2 separate regions of the Mus musculus genome follow, and region 2 is linked to region 1. The links are chromatin contacts, called in public Hi-C maps. All regions are on one chromosome and are shown on one strand. Each heading gives the region's core, a stretch centred on a gene start, on an enhancer-like site or on the middle of the called end of the contact. The rest is flanking DNA. Distances are from core to core; before and after follow the strand shown.

The links. Hi-C and Micro-C count contacts between places; a contact is called where the count stands out from the background.
Region 2: a contact with region 1 is called in a Hi-C map of muscle stem cells, with 2.1 times the contacts expected there. The contact joins two enhancer-like sites. A contact is called at or near these places in 3 of 39 promoter capture datasets (the C10 cell line, hippocampal neurons and pre-B cells), 1 of 484 Hi-C or Micro-C datasets (muscle stem cells), 3 of 115 datasets of contacts at active chromatin or transcription factors (neural progenitor cells, pancreatic cancer cells and stem cell-derived neural progenitor cells) and 3 of 9 other capture datasets (adipose tissue, liver and pancreatic islet).

Annotation. Positions count from the first base shown.
Region 1 is chr1:66,167,395-66,170,137 of GRCm38.p6, forward strand. No RefSeq gene overlaps it. Among named protein-coding and RNA genes, the nearest start is that of Gm51629, 62 kb to the right of the region's middle. Within about 2 kb of position 1,472, at least 14 of the 459 cell types and tissues checked have an H3K27ac peak or open chromatin away from gene starts, as enhancers often do. A contact at or near this core is called in muscle stem cells, where this site is marked.
Region 2 is chr1:66,243,809-66,246,508 of GRCm38.p6, forward strand. It overlaps a transcript of Map2 not described here. Among named protein-coding and RNA genes, the nearest start is that of Gm51629, 14 kb to the left of the region's middle. Within about 2 kb of position 1,288, at least 34 of the 459 cell types and tissues checked have an H3K27ac peak or open chromatin away from gene starts, as enhancers often do. A contact at or near this core is called in muscle stem cells, where this site is marked.

The DNA.
Region 1 (2,743 bases), core at 222-2,721:
GGGCAGGAGAACAAAGAGCAGTGATTACTGTGGGATTTCTTTTCGTGTGTGTGTGTGTGTGTGTGTGTGTGTGTGTGTGTGTGTGTGTGTGTGTGTGTGTATGCATGTATGTATGCACTTGTGATCACCTGGAGGCCAGAGGTTGACTTCAATCCACTTAAATGTGTTTTTCTCCATTTCCCTCTTCCTTAATTTTCAAGACATGGTTTCCCAATGAAGTTGGAGCTCAGTGAATCTGAAAGACTGGCTGGCCAGTGAACCTCAGGGACCTGCTTGTTTCTAACAATTTAGACTTGAGATTACAGGTGACCACCATACTCAAGCTGGAATACATAGGTTCTGGGATAACACCACAGTCCTCATGCTAAAAGTATGGCATGGAATACATGCTACATAATTGTTAAAATGTGTGGCATTATTATATTAATTTTAGTGGCTGGTTTTGAGTGTCAACTTGACACAAACTTGGGGTCATCATAGAGGGAGGAGCCTCAGTTGAGGTAATGCCTCTACAAGATCCAGCTTTAGGGCTTTTCCCCCAATTAGTGATCAGTGGGAGAGAGCCTAGCCCATAAAGGATGGTGCCATCCCTGGGCTACTGGCCCAGGGTTCTATAAGAAAGCAGACTGAGGAATCCTTGGGAAGCTAGCCAGTAAATAACACTGCGCCATGGCCTTTGCATGTGCTCCTACCTCCTGGTTCCTGCCATGTTTGAGTTCTTGCCCTGACTTCCTTCAATAATGAACAGCAAAATGGAAGTGTAAACTAAATAAATGCTTTTCTCCCCAACTTGCTTTTTGTACTCAGGGTGTTACATCACAGCAATAGAAACCCAAACTAATACATTAATATTATTCAAAGTAAATTTCATCAAAACCATATTACCAGAAAAGGAGGAAAATGAATTATGATAGGTATCAATTCATCAATAAGATGTAAGAAGTCCTACATGTGTATTAATAATGATTATCACACATGTGCACTAAAAGGATGCATTTTATTTTAGTTGTAGAAAATGCATGTTGGAAATTTTTAATGGAAATAAAAGGAAATAGGGACAATTATATAATTATAGCTGTGGATTTCAATTCTTGAGATTCCATCTGAGAATTAAAGAAAGCAGAGAGGATATCAATAAGTATGTCAGTATAAACAATACCGATTAATGAACATTTATATAACAACCCATTTAGCAGCCAATTGTACAGTTTAACACATTTATAGGGATATATTTTGCATGTTAAAAATTTTCTAATCATCTGTAATCCCAGCACTTGGGGAGTAGATGCTCCTGGATCTCTGAGTTCAAGATCACCCTGGTTTAGGACAGCCAGGGACACACAGAGAAACCCTCCCTCAAAAAGCAAGCAAATAAACAAACCAATCCACCCTCCCAGTACAAACGATATTTGATGAGCACTGAAGAGCTCAGTGGCGTGCTCCCATTCCAGCTGTGGCGCTCTAGAGACACCACACTGAATTCCCACGCTAGTTATGATCAGTTGCTGTTCCCACCCCTGGCCTTGGCCACTAGTGATCTCCTTGTGGGCTTGGCAGCTTTGCTTTTTATAAAATGCCATTCGAATAAAGTCACACAGGAAGTTCTTTGTATCTGGCTCCTTCAATTTAGCAAAATGCCTCAGTGTTTATCCTGGTTGTTTCATGTGTCAGTGTCTGGGCCCTGAGACAGCACTGTGTCCTAGCACAGAAATCTGTCATACTTGGTTCATTCAACTTCCTAAGTGATAGATGTTTGGACGACTTCCATTTTTTGAATATTGGATGTTATGCTCCTATGAGCACGAAGATTTTTTTTTCTAGGCTAAGTGGATGAGAATAGAATAGTTAGGTCATGTGGTAGGTATATTCTTAAGTTTTTAAAGTGGACTAAAAGCTATGCAAAGTAGATGCTCACTTCTGTAATCTTATATTAATCTACAATCCCTAGGGTTTTCCCTGCTCACAGCCATATCAGCACTTGACATTTTTGTTTATCTTTTGAACTGAACACATTTTAGTGTGTATTAGTAACATCTTGTTGCAATTTGAATTAGAATTTCATATTGATTCATGATACGAACCCTCTCTGTATGTTCTTAACTGCTGTTATTATACCCTTGGTAGTGAAGTGCCTGTTATAATATTATTGTGATGGATAATCAGCAATATGAATAACTGTCTCATTTTTAATACATAATGGGGATGTTTATCTCCTTAAACACTACACAGTGAGAATTCTTTATAATTTCTGGATATATGTCCTTTATAAGCAAAATAATTTGAACATATTCTTTCCAATATTGTTTGCTAAGGTTTTTAATAATGAAGCCATTTGAAAAACAAAAGGTTTTAATATTGATTTGTTCATTTTGTGGGAGGAGCTAATGGTTTTGGAATTATAATTAAGAATTCTTTGCCTAATCTGAATCCATGGATATTTTCATCTGTGCTTTGACATGGTCTTTTATATAGTCTTCTGTATATAATATATGTGAGTCTCGGATACATTCTCAGTGAACTCTTGATAATACCACAGAGAATATCAATGATGTTAAATGCCACACATAAAATAAATTTTAAAAATAAAAATAAGCTTTAGCACATTTAAGAGAATGACATTATGAGGATGTAGCTTAAGGTGTGAGGTCCTGGGTTCTACCCTTGTATTTAAATAAAAAAGAATTCAATCATGTAAAGTACATTCTCTACAACAGCTGAATTGAATTTGAAATAAACTGTTGGT
Region 2 (2,700 bases), core at 38-2,537, 76 kb after region 1:
TAGGAAAATTTACCCATGTGTAAATATATAATACACACACACACATATATATGTGTATTATATATATATGTGTGTGTGTATATATATGTATATACATATATATACATGTATACATATATTCTATTACATATATCATGAATATATGCACAGACTGAGCAGTTTCTCAGAGTTATGAATGATTTCAATCTTTTCTGTGATTTTCATTTCTTTTATTTAATAGAAGACATTTATGTGTTGGGACTAGAAAGTTAACCAAGTATTTTCTATGTAAGCAAGAGGATTTGAGTTCAACTCCCAGGACTTACAAAAGCTGGGCATGGTGACAAACATGCTTGCAACTCTAGTGTTGTTTTCTTGCCAGTCACCATTGGCTCTTCAATAGGCTCCAGGCTGATGGGAGAGTTCTGAAAAGGAACACTAGAAGTTGCTCTCTTCCCAGCCAGGTGCACTTATACATACACTCATACCCACCTATACCCAAACAAGCATGTGTGTACACATACACACATGTACCCAAACAAGCATGTGTGTACACACACACACACATACACACACAGAATCAGAGACAGAGAAAGACACACAGATAGACAAATAGAGAGGCATAGAGAGATAGAGACAGACAGACCGACAGACAGACAGACAGCCATGGAGGGAACAAGAGAGAAAGAGAGAGAAAGAGAGAGAGAGAGAGAGAGAGAGAGAGAGAGAGAGAGAGAGAGAGAGAGAGAGAGAGAGAGAGAAAATAATGAGATAGTAGTAGTTGGGAATCTCCTTTTTTAGCAGATACCATAAATTTAATTTTTAAATTATATGGTTTTCTTGTGGAGATAATGGTGTATCTCCTTGTGTGACAATCAAGGAAATCATGTATGTAACTTGCACTATGTGATACTCCAGTTATGTGAAACACAGTTTCCTGCTTTTCTATTATTTTTGTTGTATTAAAATAGCACTCAAGTTCTCATTCAAAACTACCATGATTTAAGCAAAGTATTTTTTTTAATATTCTTTCTGTGTTTTGACAGTAGATGGGTGAATTGAGTCCAATTTCCCAGCATGCAGTGGGGCTTCTCAAACTTTAACTTCCATTTCCAGACTTTGTTGTGGCAGCTTCAGCAAACCTGTCAGAGTACAGAACATTCCATTAAGAGCAAAACCTGGAGCCTAGCTTCCTATGATTTTGTTTTATATGACAAATAGTGTCAAGAGGTGAAGTTTGTTGGAGTGGCCATGACTCAGCCTCTTTCTCTAGGGAGTGACTCATTCCACATTAATAGACCCCTGTCTTTGTGGCAAGTACCACACTAAGTGCCTGGGACACAAACATAGATTTGCTGGGTCACTAACCCAGAGCAGCCCAGAGTCTGGGAAGGCTGGGTATGGCATTGATTAGCAACTATCTGACTTAACAAACAGCCAGCGCTCAAATGTTATGCTCACTTGTCAAGGCCAAGCATGATTAAATACACAATTATGGGGCTGGATAGGTAGGCAGCTAGATTTCCTGATAAACATGAAGTTCTTAGTCCATGTTAATGTAGTCTGGCTATGTTAAGCCCTCAGTGTCTTGTTTCAATATGAAGTAAAGTTTCACTCTCTTTCATATGGCATAACATCATACATACCCTTCATGAATAAGTCAGTTGTCTGTCCGATGGATATTTTACTTTATGGCTCTGCCAGGAACTCAGCTTCATGTGTGTAATAAAGACTTGCCTAGAACCCAGTCTTACTTCAACCTCCCATTCAAAATCTGCCACCACTTCACTGAGTGTTGTTCTCAGCCTCTCAGAACTTTCTGGACCTCTTTTCCCTGTCACATATTTGTCCTGCCACCTCTTATATCCTGTAGGTTTTAATGTTGTTGGAGACTGATTGTGATCCTCCGAAGTTCATTTGTACCCAAGTCCTAATCCCTGGTTTGACTGAGAACCGAGTTTGCTTTGCAACATGAGCTCTTAGGAGGTGGTCCACCAGTTAATGGCCGAGTTCAGTAGGTCCTTGGTCTCGTACAAAGCTATCTGATCCTCCCTCTCACCCACTCATTCCATGCCTTTCTTCTAAATCTAAGAAGACAGATCACTGTTGACCATTTAGGAAGAGAACAATTACCAGAGCTCAACCATGCTGGTATCCTGTTCTTGTGAGTCCAATAAATAAAAATTTATAATTTAAGCTTCCTATGTAATGTCAATGTATATACATATATGTGTGTGTTTGAGTGTGTGTAAAATTTGAATACATATTTAAATATATGCTTGCAGATGTACTTATACAAATACTACTTTATATTTATATATTTATGTTTTATTGGGACAATGTCTCTGCCAAAATTGATGCTTCATCTCTGTTCACTTGGATGTCCATGGCCACCACCTAAATAGGGTGTTCTTTCTTCCTTCAATCTCACATCTAGTCTATAGTCTCTGTGGATCAAATTTTATAATTATTCCATATTTTAACTTAAAATCTTCAAGCATCATACTGCTAATCCTCTGACAAAGCTTGTAGTTCTCTGAATCTTTATCCGCATAACAGGGTTTCATCCTACCTCCACTCTTTAATTTTTTATAGTTTTGCTCATATTTTCTCATGTAAAAGAGGCATATTCTGCTATGCATCAGTCATTGATTGTTTTTTCCCTCTACAAGCCCTCCTACACCAATGGATTCGATTAAATAAACCTTTGAATGAGAATGA